4 separate regions of the Mus musculus genome follow, and all the other regions are linked to region 4. Evidence: chromatin contacts called from public Hi-C, HiChIP or PLAC-seq and promoter capture Hi-C data. All regions are on one chromosome and are shown on one strand. Each heading gives the region's core, a stretch centred on a gene start, on an enhancer-like site or on the middle of the called end of the contact. The rest is flanking DNA. Distances are from core to core; before and after follow the strand shown.

Region 1 (5,376 bases), core at 969-3,468, 1.0 Mb after region 4:
CCAAGGAGCTGCGCGCGAAGTCTAGCCAATATGGCTGTGGCTCTCTGTCTCCAGGGCTTATTAATATGCTGCCGGGGAGGCAGACCTGACTGGCTCCGTGATAGAGGCTCTTACTGCCAAGCCTGATGACATGAGCTGATCCCTGGACTTGAGACATCCAAAAATTGTCCTTTGACTTCCACAGCTCTCCATGTAAGCCCCTTCCCCGCAGGCATTAGGTAATTTTTTAATGTTAAAGGGCATCAGGGTGTCTAGTCCGAAAGTTATATCAATTAATTGTTCGTATTTTTTTTCTATTGCTTCTGCACTTGACTAGCTTTTGAAAAACAAAACAAGCCGCGCGGTGGTGGCGCACGCCTTTAATCCCAGCACTTGGGAGGCAGAGGCAGGTGGATTTCTGAGTTCAAGGCCAGCCTGGTCTACAAAGTGAGTTCCAGGACAGGCAGGGCTACACAGAGAAACCCTGTCAAGAAAGGAAGGAAGGAAGGAAGGAAGGAAGGAAGGAAGGGAGGAAGGAAGGAAGGAAGGAAGGAAGGAAGGAAGGAAGGAAGGGAAAGAAAGAGACAAAACGAATGCAGCAGAGGGAAGAAAGAGAGAGAAAAAGGAAGAAAAAAAGAGAAAAACAAAACAAACAAAACGAATGCAGCAGAGGGAAAAAAGCGCCTGTTGCTGTATCGGCTGAAAAGCTGAAAGATGCGCCCAGAGCATGGCAGCCAGGCGGCTGGGGAGAAACAATAGTTTGAAGACAGAAGTTTTGCTTAAAGCCTGTTACCCTAAATTGTAAATCCCATTTTAAATTATCTACCCCTCTCTTGAGGCGTTTTCATCATTTTCCAAGTCCTTCGAATACTGGTAGTATCAGAGAACCTGTTGTCACACTTCAGGGGCCCACCAAAACAGACTACCGTGGAATTGCAACCCCTGCCATCAGTGGAAGACCTAGTTACAGAACTAAGGTCACAACACTGGGGGCGGAGGGAAGGGCATCTCTCAAATCCACGACTGAAGCAAACTGTATTTTGAGGTGTACCCGGGACTGTCTAGCGGGCCATCTCACTCTAAATCACTCCTGTGGTTCACAACCTTCAGTAATTCTAGTTCTAGGGTATCCGATGCCCTCTTTCTGGCCTCTGGCTGGCCCGGAACTCTCGTAGGCCAGGCTTCCCTAGAACTCACAGAGACCCGCCTGCCTCTACCTTCTGAGTTCTGAAATTAAAGGTGTGTGCCACTAATGCACTTCAAATTATTTGTTTGTTTTTTCAGGCAGGGTTTCTCTATGTAACCCTGGCTACCCTAGAATTTCTCTCTAGACCAGGCTGGCCTCAAACTGAGAGATTTTCCTGCCTCTGCCTCCTGAGTGATGGAGTTTTTTGTTTTTTAACGTGTACAGTGTCTTGCCTGAATTATATCTATGCATCACAAGTGTGCCTACTGGCCACAGGATGCCAGAAGAGGGCAGTCAGATCTCTTGGGATTAGAGTAAGTGTGCTTGTTCCTGTGGTGTCAGAACTAAACTCTGGTTCTCTGGGGTGTTTTTGGTTTTGGTTTAACGTGATTTATTTATTTTACCTGTCTGTTGTGGCACAAGGTTTTAAATCCAGAACTGGGGAGGCAGAGGCAGGCAGATCTCTGTGAGTTCGAGGCCAGTCTAGTTCCCAGAGCTAGTTTCCATAGCCGGGACTATACAAAAAAACCCTGTCTCAAAGAGTCAAAAACAATTTTTAAGTAATTAAAAGAAAAATATACATGTGTATATAGATAGATAGATGTAGATATAGATATAGTTTTACTTTATTTATGGCTGTTTGACCTGCACCATGTTGTGGGAGCCAGTAATTAAACCTAGATCCTCTAAAAGAGCAGCCTGTGTCTTTAACCGCTGAACCATCTCACCAATCCATCTTTTTTTTAAAATTTATTTATTTATATTTATTTTTTTCAAGACAATTTTTTTCTCTGTGTAGGACCCCCTATCTATCTAATCCATCCATCCATCCATCCATCCATCCATCCATCCATCCATCCATCCATCCATCCATCCATCCATCCATCCATCCATCCATCCATCCAATCTGTCATGACTGTCATGACGTGGCCTGCGGCCCCTTTAGTAAAATAAGAAAGGCGAACCATAGAGATGCATCTTAGTCCTCCAGGGCGCTTAGAAAGACCTTACGCAGGCGAGGCCTCTTCCCAGAGGCGGGGTTAATTACGCACTTCCGCTTCGGTTTGTTTTTCTGTCACCTGCCGAAATGAGAACTGAGAAGACCGGGTTCGCGTGTGTGCTGTGTCCGTAGTGGCCTTTTCTGGGCCTCGTTTTTGGAAGAGGGTAGCACTCCGCCTCGGTTTCAGAAAAGGTCCGTGAAGTCATTGGGCTTTGCTCTTCTAGAAAACAAGCTCGACCTGGACGGTCCAGAGGCTCCAATGGCTGCAGGCTCTGGGGTCGTCCCGCCACCTCTCGGTGCTGGGCTTTGTACGGTGAAGGTGGAGGAGGACTCTCCGGGGAATCAGGAGTCCTCCGGTTCCGGAGATTGGCAGAACCCCGAAACTTCTCGAAAACAATTCAGGCAGTTGCGCTACCAGGAAGTGGCCGGCCCTGAGGAGGCGCTGAGCCGACTTTGGGAGCTCTGTCGGAGGTGGCTGAGGCCCGAGCTGCTCTCCAAGGAGCAGATCATGGAGCTGTTGGTGCTGGAGCAATTCCTCACCATCCTGCCCCAGGAGCTCCAGGCCTACGTGCGGGACCACAGCCCTGAAAGTGGGGAGGAGGCTGCGGCCTTGGCGCGGACTCTGCAAAGAGCACTGGATCGGGCCTCTCCGCAGGTGAGACTCGAGTGGACTCTGCATGGCACCAGAGAGATGGCTTAGTGTTTAAGACCCTGAGCTGCTCTTCCAGAGAATGAACTCAGTTCCCAGGACCCCATATAGAGGGGGCTCACAACCATCTGTAGCTCTAGCTTCAAGTGATCTGATGCCATGTTCTAGGCATCTGCATTAACGTGCCCGCGTGCCCAGTCGTGATGATTCAGAGAATACAGCCTGGTTGTCTACACACACACACTTTGAATGAGAATGGCCCCTATATTTGAATATGTTAGGTCCATGAGAAGGCACCTTGGAAAAAATAAATACTCTTGATACTTATTACTGGTTTTGAGATACAGTTTGATTTTTTTTTTTCTTAAAGGTAGAGTCTCACTGTGTGTCCCTATCTGACTTGAACTCATTATATATTATACCAGACTGACCTTTAACTCACAGAGATCCACTTTTACTGTACCTCCAAAGTTCAGGGATTAAAGGTGTGGACCATCATTCCTAGCTTAATTGAAACAGAGCTCGCGTGTGCCTTTTAGAATACAATCTACAATCATTGTCAGTGTAAAAAGTCTAGTTTCTTTTTATTTTTGTTTCCTGTGTGTGACTATGTGTATGAGTGTATGCCACACGTGTAGGGGTGATCAAGGAGCACAGAACAAGGTAGTAGACCCCTGGAACTGGAATCACGTGCTGTTGTATGTTGCCTAATGTGGGTACTGGGCACGTAACACAGGTCAGTCTTCTAGAGAAACAGGAAGCACTCTTCTGATTCATCTCTCCTGCTCGTGAAAAGCTAATCTCAAAATATTCTTTAGATCCTCCCCACAAAATGCCATTTTATACTTTAGCTATGTTTTTCCATCTCAGCACGAGGGACATTTGGGTGAATGCTTAGTTGTTAGGGGCAGACATTCAAGCACTTCAGATTTTGGGATCTTGGGTTTCGAAAATGCTGGAGCACCGATTTCATTCCTGACTGAACTGTGAGATACTCTGAAATTGTGAACAGTACATACGGCTCACTGTGACTTAATGGGTCAGAAGTTGAGTCCATGCTCAGCTGAATTCATTGTTCCTGGGCTTGGGGTAAGGCAGAGCACCACTACAGAAGGGTCTGCCGGAGCACATATGTTCACTTCCTGGCTGTGAGGAAGCAGAGTGGGGATGCAGAAAGGTGTCAGGGCAAGCTAGAGCTCTCAGGACATTCCTCTGCATCTTCCACCTAGAATGTCTCTCCCTCGTCCCCAGTTGAATTAGGATCTTATGTAGCCCAGGCTGGCCTAGAACAGCCCACTATGTAGAGGGAAGAGTATGACCCTAGCATTTCTGACCCTCCTGCCTCTACTTACTGAACTCTAGGATTATAAGTATTTGCTGTCACATCTGGTTTATGTGGTCCTGGGGACTGAGCTCAGCTTTGTGCATGACAGACCAGTCAGTAGTCTTAAACTGAGCCACATTCCAGTTTTAATTGCCACTTTGGTAAGCCACAGTGATAGAACTCGAATATTTCACCCTTGCCTTCCCTAGACTGTCATAGATGATCCACAGAAAGTTTTTCAAGGTTATAGGAGGAACCAGGTAGCACATGCCTTTAATCCCAGCACTTGTGAGGCAGGGCTACACAGAGAAATCCTGTCTCAAAAAACAAACAAACAAACAAAAAAACAAAAAACACAAAACCTAACCAAAGACATTATATGTGGCCTTCTAGTGAGAATCTTGAGTCTGTATGGATGTGACACCTGGTGGCCTATAGCTTAGTCTGGAAATAGGAGGTGAGACCTTCGGGAGGCAAAAAGGATTCTGAGATAGTGCCAGGTGTGAGAGATTTCCCCGGGGAAGATTTGACAAGATGGACACATAGTACCTCAGCACAGGTAACCAACCTCTCGGCAGAATATACATTAGAAGAAATGGACTAATGTAAGTTATGATCTAGTCAGAGAAGAGCCTAGCTATATGGCCAAGGTATTTGTGAATGTATTTTGGGTCTGAATTTATTTCAGATTAAACTTCTACAGAGAATGGCAACTCTCCTCACTGCTGTGAGTAGAGCAAATTGAGGGAAAGGCTTGTTGAAGAAGAGCTACAGTCTGAGGTCAGGAAAGCGTGGCAGGGGGAGTGGCTGGCCACCTTGCTTCAAGGTTAGCAGTCAGGAGGTGGATGCTAGCGTTCCCTTGCTGCCTTCTTTCTGTTCATACAGTCCAGGGCTGACCTTCCCTCCACAGTCAAAGCTGTCTGGAAATGCTCGCACAGGTCAGTCTGGAAGCTTACTTTTGGGTGATTCTAAATCCAGCCAGGTTGGCACTGAAGATGGTCAGTAGCAGGTCCCTTGGTACCCAGTTGACACAGCATCTGTGGTTTGTTACTTGACTCTCTCACACTAACTCCTTCCACTCTAGAGTCCAGCTTCCCCTTAGACTAGTGGCAGTGTTTGCAATGACAGCAAGTGCTAAATGGAGATCTTATGCTATTATAGGGTTTTATGACCTTCAAGGATGTGGCTGAATCTCTGACCTGGGAAGAGTGGGAACAGCTGGCTGCAGCTCGGAAAGG
Region 2 (5,474 bases), core at 1,187-3,686, 1.1 Mb after region 4:
TGTTTCCTTGAATCACACACTCAGTCTGGCTGGATTTGAGACTTAAGCCAAGCCGGGAGTTGCCTGCAGCGAGAACCTTGGCTCCACAGGCAATCCAGGAAGTCCCCGCCTAGCTTGGGAGCTCAGCTAAGTACAGCCAGCAGCAGTTTTTTTTTTTCTTTTTTATGGTGCTAAGCCTTACTCAACTTCCTGTTGTGGGTAGGAGCCTGGGTGGTGTGAGCAACCCTCCAAACCCTCAGTTCCTCTTCTTCCCCCTCCTCTAAACTGTCCTTGAAGACTTACTGAATGAGGGAAAGTCAAATCCAGCAACAGATTAAATAAATTCTAAAATATCGTAAAACACCAGTTTAAAGAACCAAAACAAAAACTTCTCCAAAACACAGAAGACTCGGTGCTAGCAGGGCTGTGGGGAGACCCTCATCTGTTCCATGCCTTTGAAGGGCCGCGTGCTAACTTCTAATTCCAACAGCTTGTATGAGAGCAGACAGAATGTGGGGCTGGAGAGAAGGCTCTTTGCAGAGAACTCCAGTAGCCCTCAACCACCAAATAAATACTCTAGCTCCAGGGGACAGCATTTTCCACCACCCCAGGGCTCAAGTGTGTGGGCGCGCGCGCACCCAACCCATAAAAATACATCTTTAAAAAGAGAACAACACTGATGACCTTAGTAACTTGAAAAAGCAAACTTTTAAAGCCCTCTTTCTTAGGGTTGCCTTACTACAGAAAACCCTTTTTATATCAGTGGGTGACAGATTGGAAAAACCCACATACCACTGAGGAGGCTGGATCACTGGTAGAGCACTTGCCTAGTAAGTTCCAAGGCCCTGGGACCAAGACAGAACAAAATACTTTAATTCTAGTTGGGGTTATTTGTTATTTGAAAGATCCCGAAGTGTGCTCACCTTTAATCTCAGCACTGAGGAGACAGAGCTCTATGAGTTCAAGGCTAGCCTGGGGGGAGGGAAGGAGGAGGGAGGGAGGGGGAAAGAGAGAGAGAGAGAGAGAGAGAGAGAGAGAGAGAGAGAACCCGAGTCCAGGGGAAAGGAGGAGACCCTGCCTAAAAGAACAAAACAACCCAGAGTGAAAAAGAATCACCAGCGTACACCTTTAATCCCAGCACTCGGGAGGCAGAGGCAGGAGGATTTCTGAGTTCGAGGCCAGCCTGGTCTACAGAGTGAGTTCCAGGACAGCCAGAGCTATACAGAGAAACCCTGTCTCGAAAAACCAAAATAAATAAATAAATTTTCATTCACACAGACCTTTGCCTTGCACGCTTCATTGTGTGTCTTTGAGTGCCCATGGGTGTCGGGGTATTCGAACTCAGACCCTCAGGATTCCCCCTCCCCAACTCCACCCCTGTCAGTGCTTTTATTCAATGCTCCATCTCCCAGCCCCGCACATTCTCTTACAGTAGAAGCCCACGTGGTAAATCTATTCCTTTTTTATTGTCCACGTGAAGAAGTTGTTCCCTCCAAGTCGCCCCGCAGGGCTGCAGCTTCGGACCCCACCCCACCCTCCCACCTCATAAGGCCAGGTTCAAAGGAGTGCAGAAATAAGGTCTGCAGCAGCAGACAAGCAGGCACTCTGCCAAGTGTACTAGCCACATTTGGCAGCTAAGCCTCCAAATCTGGAAGGTCCCCATTTTCCAGGCAAGGCAAGTTGAGCTCTAGAGAGGCGAGGTGGCTCGACTGCGTCAGCAGCCACACCGCCCCAGGCTGGAGCTGCCTCGCGGGAACAAGCTTCATGGCCAGCACCTGGGCTGGCTCCCAGTTCAGGATTCCAGCCTATTTGCGGGCCCCACCGGGACCTGCCCTGTCCGGGGTGGCCTGGCTGGGTGCCCCTCGAGCCGCCAGGGTCCGCTCGCCCAAGCTGGGTGGAACCAGGAACCTGGACCCCTGCCGGGTATGGTCACTGGGGGATGAGGCGGGGCAGGGGTGCTAGCTCATTTCCCGGTCGCAACAACCCGGAAGGCTGCGGACCGAGGGGGAAGTGACTGAGCGTGGGGCCCTGCGCCCAAAGTAACGGGGCGACACGGGTCTCGGGGATCGAAAGCGGGGCCAGGAAAGCGGAGAGGGGGCGCGAGGCTGGGGCTGTGCCGTCTCGATGGCGTCGAGTGCGCGGGGAATCTCTGCGATTCTTCCCACCGCGCCCCGCATCCCCAGAACGCCGCCCCCCACTAGCTCCTTGCCAGCCCCACCCTCGCCGGGAGCCCCACCAGGCCCCCATGCACACGGCTCTCCACTCCTCTCTCATCCCCATCCCCCTCACCGTCGAACATCGCCTCGAGTCCCCTGACTTCTAGGTGGCCTCAGACACCACACACACCTCGCGACCACCCCGCGCCCCTCACCTCGGGTCTCCTCGGCCGCGGACTCTGGACAGTCGACGCGCCGAACCGGCTCTGAGACCCGCGCAGCGCCGCAGCCACTTCCTCGTGGGCGGGGGGCGGGGCCTTCGGGCACAGCCCCGCAGGGACCGGGGGCGGGACCCGGGCGGCTGTGGCCAGATCTCAGGGCCCGCCCACCCCTCGGGGTACTAAGCCGCCCGGACCTCAGTTAAGTCCAGCTCAGCCCAGAATTCGTTCGGAGATCGCACGCTGTTGCCCCTAACTACTTTCTGAATGGGGAAACTGAGGCTGGAAGAAGGGGGGGGGCGCTTAGAGGGCGGAAGCCCGAGATCGGGCAACCAAGAATTCAAAGGTTTTGAGGCCACACGCAGGCACCCCGCAACTTAATGACTCCTGCCCCGCCCCTCGCACTCTAGGTGCACCCCAGCCGTGGTTCCCCAGACTCTGTGTCCCAAAGATGGCAGAGTCGCTGGCGTCCAGGAAGAAGAGCACTGCCACTCCAGGTGACTTCTCGCTTCGGAAGTCCACACACTTCCCTCCAAGTTGCTGAGTAGCTTTGCAGTCAGGTGATGATGCTCCAGGGTCAAGGGTCTTCCAGGTTAGGTGCGTCTCAAGTTCCTTTTGCTGTGCCTCCCACCTTCTGAGAGCTCCTCTCTAGACTCCCAGCAATCTCCTGTATCACTAATTCTGGCTTAGAGGTGCCTGTGATAACCCACACCTGTCATCCCAGCACTGGGGAGATGGAGGAAGAGAGATGAGATTCGAGTTCACCCTTGGCTGTAGAGCTGGATGAAGGCCAGCCTGGGTTACATGAAACCCTGCCTCAAAAAAACCAAAGAAATGGGCCAGTAAGATGGCTCAGATGGCAAAGGTGCTTGCTGCCCAGCCTAAGGACCTGAATTGAACTCCCAGCACTGACTTCCACACACATGCCAGCCATAGTGAACTAGAGTGTGTAAACATACACACACACACACACACACACACACACACACACGCAGGGTAAGTAAATAAATTAATACTTTTTTTTTTTTTTTGAGCCAGGGTTTCTCTGTGTAGCCCTGATTGCCCTGGAATTAGCTCTGTAGGCCAGACTGCCCTTGAACTCAGAGATCCGCCTCTGTCTGTGTCTCCAAGTTCTGAGTTCTGGTATTAAAGCAGTGCATCATCATGCCTGGTGTAATAAAATACTCTAAGTTTGGAGCAGTTGCTGCAGTGAACACCCTGCCCATGTTCAGTGATTATGTATATGTGTGTGTGTGTATACACACACACACACACACATATACATATATAATGGTGTTGGGATTCAAACTCAGGGCCCTGCACACACAGCAGACGCTCAGTCACGGAGCTACATCCCCAGCCTTCACTTAAGTCTCCTTAAGTTTCTGGGGCTGGACTTGAAGTTACGTAGGCCTTGAGCTTGTGATTCTCCTGCCTCAGTTCCCCGTGCCACCAGACCCACCCAGCTCAGTAAGATTTAGCTCAGGTTTCCACGAGTCATCCTCCTGCCACAGACACAGAGGAGCCATGATCCTGCGCCCCCTGCTTTGCTGTTCCTGTAGGTTTGTATCTGTAGCCCTGTGGGTCAAGGGCATCCCTGGCTGGCAATCTGTCCGTGCTCGCTCAGCTCCATAAAAGCCCAGCAATGGCCCCAGGAGGCCTTGAGTGATCTGACTCCATACGCCTGTGGTGTCCTACAGTTCTCTGTCCCGGGGTAGTAACCTAAAGTGACCCAGTGTCTTCAGAGGATGGACAAAGCAAAACCAAGCCCAGGACTCTAGGAAGTGGCCCACTACAGAGAAGCCCCTCTGGGTGAGCTGTATGCCTGGAGGGCAGTAACCCTCAAGCGGAGGGGAGTCCTCAGAGCAGAGCATAGGACAAGACAATCCTGCAGAGAAAACCAGAGCACTCACTGGTCAGCTCTGGTCAGCTTAAGCTCAAGCGTCTTTCAAGAGGGTTAAGATTCATGGACCAGGTGTTTTGTTTTGTTTTGCTTTATGATGGTGGGTATAACCCAAGACCTTACACATGCACTGAGCCACACAGACCCTAGCCCCTCACAGAGGGTGAGTCTATTCAGTTCTTCTCTGAATGCGATGGTAGGAGCTTGCACCTCTTGAGAAGAAAGTCACTGTAGGTAGTGTTGACTTGCTCACTCTGTCTGGTGTGAGGTGCTGCTCTGAGGTGAGTAGCTGGCCTCCACCTCACCCTTCTGTGCTGCCACAAGCTGTGGAGCCAAGTGACTATAGACTGAAAACTTTGAAGCCATGAGGAAACACAGATCATGCAAGTGTGCTTCTATGCGTGTGTGTGTGTGTGTGTGTGTTTGCCAAAGGTCAGTCTTCCTCAGGCAGCTTGTGTTTTGAGTTTTTCTCACAGAGTGTGTTAGGTTGACAGAACTTTGCACCCCAGGGATCCTCCTGATTTCACCCTCAGTGCTAGGATCATAGGTACATGTCACTATGCCACTTTTTGTTCATTTTTGAGGCAGGTTCTCTCAGTGTAGCCCTAGCTGGCCTGAATTCACAATGACCAGCCTGCCCCTGCCTCCTGAGTACTAGGATTAAAAGTGTGTGCCACCATGGCCAGATAGCTTTTCTTTTTCTTTAAAGAAAATCTACTTTTATTTTATGTGCGTGGATGTGTTGCTTGCATGTCTGTGCTCCAAGTGTATGCAGTACCCTCAGGGGTTGGAAGCAGGCATCAGGTACCCTGCAACTCAAGTCGCTGTTGTTGAGAGCCACTGTATGGGTGTTGGGAATTAAATTCAGGTCCTCTGCAAGAGCAGCAAATGATCTTAACCAATGAGCACCCCCTCCTCCCCAGATAGGGTCCCTCTCTAGCCCGGGTTGTCCTGGAACTCATCGTGTAGACTTTCTTAGCCTGCCTCTGCCTCTCTGCCTCTGCCTCTGCCTCGTAGGATTAAAGGTATGTGCCACAACATCTGGCTTTTTTTTTTTTTCTTTAAAGTGGGTTCAGGGCTGGAACTTGGCTCCTTGCAAAACAAGCACTCTGCCATTTCTCCAGCCCTTTCTTCCCTTTTTTAAAGCTTATTTTGATTTTATGTGCATTGGTGTTTTGCCTGCATGTATGTCTGTGTGAGGGTGCCAGATCTTGGAGT
Region 3 (5,183 bases), core at 575-3,074, 1.1 Mb before region 4:
CCTGCAAGGTACCTGGGAGGGCTTTAAAGAGGAGCAACAAGGGTCCTTGGCTTCTTGAGGGACAGCTCTTGAAGATCAAGCCACCCCCCCACCCCCACCCCGGTTTTAACCCTTCTTACAAAACACAGACTGTCAGGAGGATGTGCAAGTTTCCATAGCTGTAAGAAATGCAAGAGGTGGGAATTGAGGGGATAAAGGAGCCTGGACAAGTGCCCCCAAGAAGGACACACGAATGGACACACAAGTGCAGGGCTCCAGGCAGGAGAGAGCATTGTCAGCATCCTTGGGTTGCAGACACCATCAGCTACAGCAAAGCGCGACTGTCCAGCGAGGACCTGGGTAGTTTGGAACGTCATGTCTGAAGTGGCAGCCCCAATCTCATCAAGCTGCCTTTGCAGACAGACCAAAGTCTCAAGAGAAAAGGGCCAAGGTTGGCTTTCTCCCACACCCAAAGGTTCTCCTGTAGGGTTCCAACCTCAGCCTTGGCTCAGAAAAGTATTTTCTTCCGTAGCAGTAATGAATAGCGACAACGGTGGATTCATTCCGTGGGATGAAAAGCAAATTTCTGCAGAGAGAGCTTTCACTTTATAAAGGACAGAGTGCTGTTTTAAACTAATTTAATGCTTTAATATTTATTTTATTATTATTTATGGGTATGGCTGTTTTTGACTGCATGTATGCCTCTGTATCACTCACGTATGGTGGCTGGACACCAAAAGAGGGTGTCATATCTACTTGGGCTGGAGTTCTGGAGTTTTGAGCCCACCAAATGGGTACTGGGAATTGAACATGGGTCCTCCGCAAGAGCAGGCAGTGTTCTGGCTGAGCTATCTCTCCTCAGAAGAAAGTGTTTTAAGCATGACATAAGACAAGAATAACTAGATAGGTGTCAGCACAAATACTTCCCTTGATTAAAACAAAACAAAACAAACAAACTCTTAAATACACTCAGGAAAAACACAAGTGTAATTGTGGAAGTTTCAAACCGAATACGTCGTGTAATTAGCATTTTGCTTAAGGGAGAGAAATATATCAGGATCCCAGCCATCCACTAATTACTGCCTTCCATATCGTGGGTCCAGTTGTTGGCTTTGAAGAGGGTTTCGATTGTTTAATGTAATAGTTTTTAAAAATGAATTGCTTTCCTTGAACTTAAATCTTAACTGTAAGACAAATCCTGGGGTGGGGGGCGCAACCTGGAGGTAGAATCGTCTTTTCTCTTTTGTAGAGGCCGAGTGGTTTCCTTTGACAAGGAAATAAATGTATTGCTGAGGGTTGTCCGACCGTCCGTCCGTCAGTCTCCTCCTGGTTCTCAGAGCGGGAAGGAATAGCCTTCACCGCAGCTCTACAAGCCACCTACCTCCTGGGTTGGTCAGAAAGCTCTTCAAAGCAATGACTTCCCTCCCCCCCCCCCCCTTTCTTGACCACCTTCTGCCTGAGAATGTACGAAAGGCTGCGCCCGCCCGTTTCCAAACCCAGCTTCCCACCAAGCCTGCCTTTCTGGACTTCCCAAGGCGTTTGCAAGTCTCTTCATTTCAGTCTTTGAACCTGTGATTGGAGGTTAAAGTGCACCCAGGTTGGAAGGAGGAAGCTCGTAGCTAGCAAGAAGGGCCTGAATATTCAGCTGTGATCTGGTCGCTGCCCTCTCAGGAGCGCCCCCCTCCCCAACTTTTAAAATGCAAATCGTGTTTCTGGGGGTGGTGGTGGTGGGGACTGTGTGCGTAGCGCGCTGCGCCTCGACGTCTCCAGCCATTGGTGTCTGTGTCATTACTAATAGAGTCTTGTAAACACTCGTTAATCACGTAAGGCCGCTGGCCTGGGACTCCGCGAGCCAACCTGCGGCGGGTCATCCCCGCCTCTACAGCTTACTGGCAAGGAGGTGGGAGGAAAGAAGGAAGAGAGGGGAGGAGGCAGGACGGAGGGAGGGACTGCCCGGGAGGCAGAAGCTCTGCAAGGAGCCGACGGAGCACCGTGGGCTGAGGTGCAGCCAGCTACCTTTATCTCTAGCCCCCTGCGCCTCGCGCCTCTGGCAGCCTTCAACGTTTGTCCCCAGACAGCATGGTGAGGTCTGCTCTGGGTCCCTCGCCACCATGTACGTGAGCTACCTTCTGGACAAGGACGTGAGCATGTATCCTAGCTCCGTGCGCCACTCCGGCGGCCTGAACCTGGCTCCGCAGAACTTTGTCAGTCCTCCGCAGTACCCGGACTACGGTGGTTACCACGTGGCGGCCGCGGCGGCTGCTACGGCGAACTTGGACAGCGCTCAGTCCCCAGGGCCATCCTGGCCCACCGCGTACGGCGCCCCTCTCCGCGAGGACTGGAATGGCTACGCACCCGGGGGCGCTGCGGCAGCCAACGCGGTAGCCCACGGTCTCAATGGTGGCTCCCCGGCCGCCGCTATGGGCTACAGCAGCCCCGCCGAATACCACGCGCACCATCACCCGCATCATCACCCGCACCATCCGGCCGCCTCGCCGTCCTGCGCCTCCGGCTTGCTGCAGACGCTCAACCTCGGCCCCCCGGGGCCCGCAGCCACCGCCGCCGCCGAACAGCTGTCCCCCAGCGGCCAGCGGCGAAACCTGTGCGAGTGGATGCGGAAGCCCGCGCAGCAGTCCCTAGGAAGCCAAGGTAAGCGGTGCCGGGGCGCGCCCCAGGTCCCGCGTGCGTTGGGGCTGTCGCGGGCTGTCTGCCAGCTCCTAGCCAGGACAGGAGAAGGGGCAAAGGGGGAAATACAGGTGGATTCATCCCAGGAGTGTATATTTGTGTCTCGCTCCCCCAGGTTTGTTTAGGGCAGTACCCCATTGGCAACCTCGGGACGCCTTCGGAAGCTCCCGGTAGTGTCCTAAGCACTGTCGCCCGCCGCGAGCTGAATCGTGCCCTTGAGTTGGCTGCCTCCCGCATTCCTTACACCGTTCCTGGCCGAGAGGGTCGGGCCGCTTGGATTCTCTTTGCCGTGCCTACTCAACTTAGCTACCTGCTTTTCTTCTTCCATCTGAGGTACCCCCCCGAAAGGGCCAGGGAGTGTGGAGGCTGCGCCAGGATCAGTTTGGCCATTAGGGTCTACTGAAGGGGTCGGTGCTGCTGCGAGCACAGACGCCGCGGTGCGCCCCTGGAGAGAAGGCGGAGCCCCCCAGAAGCCTCGGAGGAAGTGGGGGAACTCCAGGGTCCCTGACTCTTCCCTCTCTCTGCCAAGCAAAGTCTCTCATAGAAATCCTCTCTTAGCATCACAGCGGACTCGGCTTCTTAAGAAGGTTTCTTCCTGACCCTTCCCTTCTAGAATCTCGTGTGTCTGAGAGTGTTGTGTGTTGGATTCGGGAGATTTTTCACGAAAGACCCGAGATTGCCGGTCTGTGGGACTCACAAGCTCTGTTTGCCCTTTCTGATGTCCGGATGTGTATAGGAGTGGGAAGGAAGTGAGCAAAGTGTGACAGGGAGTGGTACTAAGAGTCCCCCCTTTTTTGTTGTTCCGTGAAGCCTTCTCCAGCTCTTTGAGCTTCCGCTTCTCTGGATTTGCTCCTTGTTGGCACAGCCAGGCCACATGCCCGGGTTATGGCCACTTTGAGGAGGTTTATAGCCAATTACAGCCGTATAAATCAGAGCGGCACTTGGGGGCCTGTCGCTGGACACTTCTGCGTCACTGCGCACACCCCGTCAACATCTTGGTGGGCAATGCTGCCGGAGTGAAGTCTCCAGATTAGCCTCCAGTGGGCTTTGACATTGTCATTTCCAGGAGGACTTACTCCTAAACCGGTTCTCCGCATAAACCCTACTTTCCCAAGCCTGCCTGAAAGGTAGTGAGCGGAGGATCGCCGGTAGGGGTCTTAGCCCTCCGAAAGAACTTTTGCGTTCAGGGGGTGGGTGGTCCGAGACTAGGGTCCTGGGAGGGGGAGGAGAACCTCAGGAGCCCAGGCCGCGGGGTCAGCAGATGAGAGGTCGCTGTGAAGTCCCGCGCCGAGGTGGCAAGACCGCTGTCGGCGCCGGGCGCCCTTGTGATGTTAATGTAGGGAAGCTGTGGCCCGCAGTGCCGGAGCCCGACTCTTCTGCAGAGCGTCATCTGTCAAGGGGCAGAGGCGTGTACGCCGCCCGGCCGGCTTTGATGTACACCTTTCAGCCCTGCCATTGTCTCTTTTAGGGCCCGGAAAGAGGGTGGTGACTTTCGCAGTCAATAATGAATTCTGACAACTCCTTCTCATCCCTCCCCTCTTCCAGCCCCCCTCCTTGGTTCCCAGGGGGTGCGGGGCGCCTGCAAGCCCTTGGGGAGCGGACCGCAGGGCTCACGGACCATCTTTGCGTTCCTCAGCCAGCGCGTGGTGCTCTAAGAGCAGCATCCGTTCTAGGGCGAGGACCGCTGTGGGAAATTGTTCTGCGCCTCGCTTCCCAGGTCTGATAGTTTTCTTTAGTACTACAAGCTCTTTGCTATTCGGTCTGCACACTTAAGATTTGGTTCTGTCGTCTTCTGTGGAGTGGGGCACTAGCGAGTGTGTTACAGGCTCCAGTGAGCCCGCTCCCGACCGGTTGGATCCCTTTACTTCCAAAGCAGGCGCGGGGTCGGGGCCGCAGCGCCCATTCAAATGCGCCTGCGGGGCTGTGTTTATGTTAATGCTCCTGGCGGGGAAGGGGATGAAAGCTGAGGCCGCCATTTGCTCAGTAGTGGTAATTCAAACAGAATGCGGTTGTTATTAAGGCATTGAAAGCGCTTTTCTTTGATAAGATCGCCTTGTCTTGCATTGTTTGCGACTGTGTTCCCCTTTCAGCGGCGGGGGGACCTCTCTCTGATCCCTCCTGTATCTTCCCAGGACACTTTTGTAGTGGTTTGCAAAGGTTTTTACCTGAACAAAGTCAGCCTGCGGGGCCTTAAACACCCCTGGGCAACTCCCACCCCTTAGATCTCCTTGTTCAACTAGGCACTGAGCACTAAAATCTATCTGTTTTGATGTGAGACCTCTCCAACTTTGGACGTGGAACAGTTCCTGGCCAGCATTCTGTCCATTGAAGCATCCCCGACTTAACCGGGTTGAATAGCCAGACTCCTGCCTGATCCAGCAGCCCCGCGCTATTTGTCAAGGTCCTTCAGTAAAACAATCAATCCAAGATTTAATATGTTGACTCAATCCAATGATCACAGGTCACTTGGTCAGGATAGTTGCCTCGGGGGATAAATGGGAAATTAAAAAAGAAAGAAT
Region 4 (5,347 bases), core at 409-2,908:
TTTAACATGTCCCTGGAGGGGAGGGGGGAACGTCTGTTCACAAGTCCCACTTCCAGTATTAAAAAGAAATGGAAGGGACTTCAAGGTAAGGTGAGAGATGAGAGGGCTGGCTTGATGTGTGCCTCTGAAAGACATAGTCAGAGTAAGAAAAAAAATAGACATCTCCCCATCTTAGTCAAAGTTTCTATTGTTGTAAAGAGACACCATGACCAAGGCAACTCTTGTAAAGGAAAGCATTTCATTGGGGCTGGCTTATAGTTGTAGAAGTTTAGTCCATTAGCATCATGGTGGGAAGCATAGCAGTGTGCAGGAGATAATGGTACTAGAGAAGGAGCTGAGAGCTCTACATCTTAATCCATACACAGACAGCAAGGAGGAGACTGAATATGTTTCACACTGGCTGTAGCTTGAGCATCTAAAACCTCAAAGCCTTGCCTCCACAGTGACACACTTCCTCTAACAAAGCCACACCTCCTAATAGTGCCACTCACTATGGCCAAGCATTCAAACACATGGATCTACGGGGACCATTCCTATTCAAACCACCACAATCCCAAATAGAGCTATACAAAGAAAGCTTTAGAGAATCATGAAGCAATTGGATACTAGAAAAAAAACAAAGTCAGGCTACACAGAGACATACACCCACCACTGTCTCCATCACATAGCTCCCTGATGAAGTTGGGGAAAGGAACTCCAACAATAACCTTACTTCCAGAAGGAAACTCAAAGGAAAGTCTTATCCTCAGAACAACAACATAAAAGGACATATAGACAGTTTGGATCAATATTCAAAGGGAGAGAAAATAATCACCAAGCAGGACACCCTAAATAAGACCCAACCCACTTTAAAGCCATTGGTCTCCCCAATTGGGGTCACTTTTCTACAGGAGAAATCTGTAACACTCTCCTATGTTTTAAATATTAAACAGATGGGGAGAGAGGAGGGGAATCCTCCTGATAGACAGTATCACCTTTTACTCTAGTAGTTTCATTGATGCTAAGGCTTGCTACATCATGGTAACAAAGCACCCAGCAAACATGGTAGCACATCCCTAAGAAGGGCAAGAAGCTCACCAGCTAAAGGCCTGCCTGGGCTATATGAGCCCCCGTCTCAAAACAAAACAAAGTCACTCAATAATGAAAGAAGGGAGGAAAGAGTTATGAATCACAGCAGTATGCGCGTATTAAACTGATTAAGCCATTTGGCTGATGGGGGTGTCAGGAAAGGGCCCTACCAGGACCACAAGAAATGGTTGGGTAAATCTGGTGTCATATAATGAAAAAAGAAATTAGACAAGGGATAGCGGGAGAGAAAGAACGTGAATGGTTAATATTGGGAGCTTCGAAGTGCTTTCTCATCACAAGCACTTGATATTTAGTTTCCTCATCCCAGTGAACTACACTAAGGGAAAATTTCAAACTGGGTAGTTAACCCGGGTAGTAATGAGCAACGAACAGCTTGACAGATGCGTTTTTCTCCAGACTTCGTCAAAGGACACTGAAATACGAGAAGAGGAGCTGGCATTTCCAAAGGGTGGAAAGGCGCCTCCGCCTTCGGTCCTGAAGCCGCCACGGGCTCTGAGTGCCTTGACCCGAGCCCGCGACAGCCGGACCTGCGCACAGCAGATGCGGAACTCGGGCGCCGCGGCTCGGCTTCCGGGGAGCGCCGTTTCCAGACGCACCGGCAGGGTCGCTGCAGACGGTGGCCAGTCTTAGTTCTCCGAGGCGGTGCGAGAAGGCCGGAGATCGGACGCTCCTCTCTTAGCTTTCTCTCCGCCAGGTCGACTCCGAGCAGCAACACAGACTCTGAGCTTCGCGCCTCAGGGGAAGATTAGAGGGCGTAGCGGCCTTCGAAGGCTCGGCCAAGAACCTTCCGCCCCCTCGCCGCCTCGGTGAGAACAACCGCGGGTCATCGCGCTGGAGGTGGGGTCGGGGGGAGGGGGCGTTGGGTACACGGGGCGGGGGAAGGGTCATTTGGTGAGTCTCACTACTACTTCCGGGAGACGCCTCGGAGAGGAGGACGTGCTAGGGGGCGGGGTTCCGAGGGGAGAGACACTTACCTCTTATCCGATTGGCTTATTGCTTGCTGGTTGAGCTTTGCTAGTTGCTGATTGGCCGGCCCCAAAGCCAAATCCAGGTCGCAGGGGAAGCGTTACTTGAGGCTAGATTGAGGTGAGATTGGTCGGGTTCCTGAGTCCAGTTCGTTTACTGGAGTAGGGACTTCATCTTAACCCTAGTCGGGGGCCTCGATTAACAGGATAAGGAAAAGAACCAGTAGCGGGATGGTGGGGGCGGTTGACAACGAAGTGAAGGCTTAGAACTAAACTAACTTCCTCACCTAACCCTAGCTACACCCAGATGGGAACGTGATACGGTACGAAGGCCTTTGAGAAAGGAGGAGGCGCAATCCTCGGAGCGGTGACAGTGTAGGAGGAGAGACCTTCTGGGAGGTTTTTTTTTTTTTTTTGTTATCTAATTGTATGAGTCTCTAATTACCTAGATGATGGTATAACAGAACCTTCTGGAGAATTTAGCTCTGGCTTTGCAGAGGAGTCGGGAGACTACTGGGTGTTCCGGGACTTCAAAGAGGCAGTTTGCTGAATAATACAACTTTTGTTTTTATTCAGATGAGCAGCTCTCAAAAGAGGCACAAACATCAGAAGCATGGATACAGTCTCATCTGTTAGAAGAATGTTCAAAGGAAAATAAGGTATTCATTTTGCCTTACTTATGCTTAGTTAATCCAAGAATATTGCCTTGGAGGAGAAGATCTCTGGTTTTTTAATATTTTAAAGAACTTGACTTTTTTTGTCATTAGATTTCCACTTATTAAACATCTGTTTCAAAAATCAAGTTTCTAAGCTGGGCGTGGTGGTGCACGCCTTTAATCCCAGCACTTGGGAGGCAGAAGCAGGCGGATTTCTGAGTTCGAGGCCAGCCTGGTCTACAGAGTGTGTTCCAGGACAGCCAGGGATATACAGAGAAACCCTGTCTCGAAACACCCCCCCCACCCAAAAAAAAAAAACCAAGTTTCTGCTGTGACCACCAAAAATGCACTTTGCTAATAGTTACTGATTGCAGTGCAAATGGAAATCCTTTACTTTTTGATATTATTAATTAAATTAACATCTGAGTGAATCTTGCTCCCCCCAAGGGGTCTCATATGTGTGTGTGTGTGTGTGTGTGTGTGCGCGCACACACACACACATTCTTGAATGTTCTAGAATTCACTCTGTAGACCAGGCTGCTCTGGAGCACACAGAGATTAGTCTGCCTCTCTCCTGAGTGCTAGGAATGAAGACATGTGTTACTACACCTAGTTTAGTGGTTGGTTTTGTGTGTTAACTTGACACAAGCCAGAGTCATCACAGAGAAAAGAGCCTCAGTTGAGGAAATGCCTCCATGAGATCCAGCTGTAAGGCATTTTCTCAGTTAGTGGCCCAGCCACTATCTGTAAGTGGTGCTTCCCTGGGCAGGTAGCCTTGAGTTCTATAAGAAAACAGGCAGAGCAAGCCAGTAATCAGCACCCCTCCATGGCCTCTGTATCAGCTCCTCCCTCCAAGTTCTTGCCCTGTTTGAGTTCCTGTCCTGACTTCTTCCAGTGATGGGAGTGTAAATAAACCCTTTCCTCCCCAACTTGGTTTTTGGTTGTGGTGTTTCATCGGAGGAATAGAAACCCTAAGACAACTAACTAGCATTGCATTTTAAAATTAGGAGGGTTGTTTGTTTTTGTTTGTTTGCATTTTTTATTTGGTTTTTGGTTTTGCAGACAAGGTTTCACTGTAGACCAGACTGGTCTTGGACTCAGGATTCTCCTGCGTCTGCTTCCTGAATGCTGGAATTAAAGGTGTGCGCTACCACCCGCCTGCCTAGTTTATTTATTTATTTTATTTTATTCATTTATTTATTTATTTTTGGCTTTTCAGGACAGGGTTTCTCTGTGTATCCCTGGCTGTCCTGGAACTCACTCTGTAGACTAGGCTGGCCTCGAACTCAGAAATCTGCCTCTCAAGTACTGGGATTAAAGACGTGTGCCACCTCCGCCTGGCTTTATTTATTTATTTATTTTAAATGCATCCACTAGTCAAATGCATGTGTCAAGTCTTACAATAAAGAACTCAACATATAAACAACAACAAAACAACTTTTAGGAGCTAGTAGGTCTAGGCCTTTGCTTTAAAAGTTATCACCAAGTCAGACACAATTCAACACATATATCTCATATCTGAGTATTAAATTGATCATCTTCTTAAAATTTATCTTTGTCTCTCGAAATTGTGTCTAAAAGCATTCATCATGTTAAAATTTTAGGCTTGAATAATACATGTTCTTGATGTACAGAGGGCTCCCTCGTGCATCCTGGGACAGTTAGGAGTACAGCCCACTGTCTTTGTGATGTACAGAGGGCTCCATTGTGCATCCCAGGATAGTTAGGAGTACAGTCTACCGTCTTTGTAGATGATGATGTCCTGTACTCCTTCCAGAAAAGATGGTGAATAGAAAATGACCACCACTGTCTCACTGCAATTTATTGAGATGAAAATAATTTTTGCCTACTGTGTCTACTGAAGACTCAAAGTTGATGTCTCTGAGACTGAAAACCAACAGGAAACAACACACTGTGCATGGCTCTGAGGATTGAGAAAACACACAAGAGCTCTGGCTGTCTGTATCAGGCCATCCTTCAGTGTGGAATGGTTAGCCTCGGGAGTTTCTGGTTGTGGGGGCTACATTTGAGTGCTATCCTCGAAGCAGACTTTCTGCCTTGGTGAGGAGACGAGGAGAGGGAACACTGCTTCTTAGAATCTTAGAATATCAGTTCAGTAAGTCTCTAAAGGCAGTGGTGAATCACAGATGAAGAGATTGTTAGTGGCCTACATCGTGAGTTCTGGGCCAGCCAGGATTACATAGTAAGAGCTTACCTCAATAAACCAACAGCCAAATCAAAACAAAAAAAGTAGGAAGCATGTTAGCTCATGACTGATGCATTGACTTTGTGCATGTTCTTTAAACAGGAAACTAGAAGTCTCAGGATGGATCCGTCTAGATCTAGATCAGGTGGGAGTGGAGAAGAGAGCTCATTTCAAGAAAATGAGAGAAGATGGCAGCAAGAACGTCTCCACAGAGAAGAAGCCTATTATCAGTTTATTAATGAGCTCAGTGATGAAGATTATCGGCTAATGAGAGACCATAATCTTTTAGGCACCCCTGGTAAGAAATGGGCAAAGGGGGAAATTTTTCTATCATTGAAAGGAGGGATTTAAAGTAAAGAGAGTGCCTCCCTTTGAGTACTGTTTTGTGAGTCTGAGAATTATGCAGTATAACAAAATCACTGCCCTCTGTG

The links. Promoter capture Hi-C pulls out the DNA fragments that hold promoters and counts their contacts. A called contact is a pair of places that touch in the nucleus more often than the background predicts. HiChIP or PLAC-seq counts read pairs in DNA pulled down with a chosen protein or histone mark.
Region 1: a Hi-C map of B cells shows a contact between it and region 4, with 11 read pairs. The contact joins the promoter of Zkscan14 here to the promoter of Rnf6 in region 4. A contact is called at or near these places in 12 of 39 promoter capture datasets (the HPC-7 cell line, cranial neural crest, embryonic stem cells and 7 more), 2 of 484 Hi-C or Micro-C datasets (B cells and embryonic stem cells), 11 of 115 datasets of contacts at active chromatin or transcription factors (the 230-238 cell line, acute myeloid leukemia, astrocytes and 5 more) and 3 of 9 other capture datasets (adipose tissue, liver and macrophages).
Region 2: a promoter capture Hi-C map of pre-B cells shows a contact between it and region 4. The contact joins the promoter of Arpc1b here to the promoter of Rnf6 in region 4. A contact is called at or near these places in 2 of 39 promoter capture datasets (embryonic stem cells and pre-B cells), 2 of 484 Hi-C or Micro-C datasets (B cells and embryonic stem cells) and 1 of 9 other capture datasets (liver).
Region 3: an H3K4me3 HiChIP or PLAC-seq map of embryonic midbrain shows a contact between it and region 4, with 5 times the contacts expected there. The contact joins the promoter of Cdx2 here to the promoter of Rnf6 in region 4. A contact is called at or near these places in 2 of 39 promoter capture datasets (hippocampal neurons and pre-B cells) and 2 of 115 datasets of contacts at active chromatin or transcription factors (embryonic midbrain and pancreatic cancer cells).

What each region holds. Positions count from the first base shown.
Region 1 is chr5:145,198,724-145,204,099 of GRCm38.p6, reverse strand. It overlaps Zkscan14 (zinc finger with KRAB and SCAN domains 14), which reads left to right and starts at 2,218. Exons shown (of 3, transcript NM_023322.2): 1 at 2,218-2,820; 2 at 5,300-5,376. The coding sequence starts at 2,425.
Region 2 is chr5:145,111,218-145,116,691 of GRCm38.p6, reverse strand. Arpc1b (actin related protein 2/3 complex, subunit 1B) reads right to left here and starts at 2,436. Exons shown (of 10, transcript NM_023142.2): 1 at 2,351-2,436.
Region 3 is chr5:147,303,890-147,309,072 of GRCm38.p6, reverse strand. Cdx2 (caudal type homeobox 2) reads left to right here and starts at 1,824. Exons shown (of 3, transcript NM_007673.3): 1 at 1,824-2,628. The coding sequence starts at 2,091.
Region 4 is chr5:146,217,768-146,223,114 of GRCm38.p6, reverse strand. Rnf6 (ring finger protein (C3H2C3 type) 6) reads left to right here and starts at 1,658. Exons shown (of 5, transcript NM_028774.3): 1 at 1,658-1,895; 2 at 2,631-2,713; 3 at 5,019-5,214. The coding sequence starts at 5,037.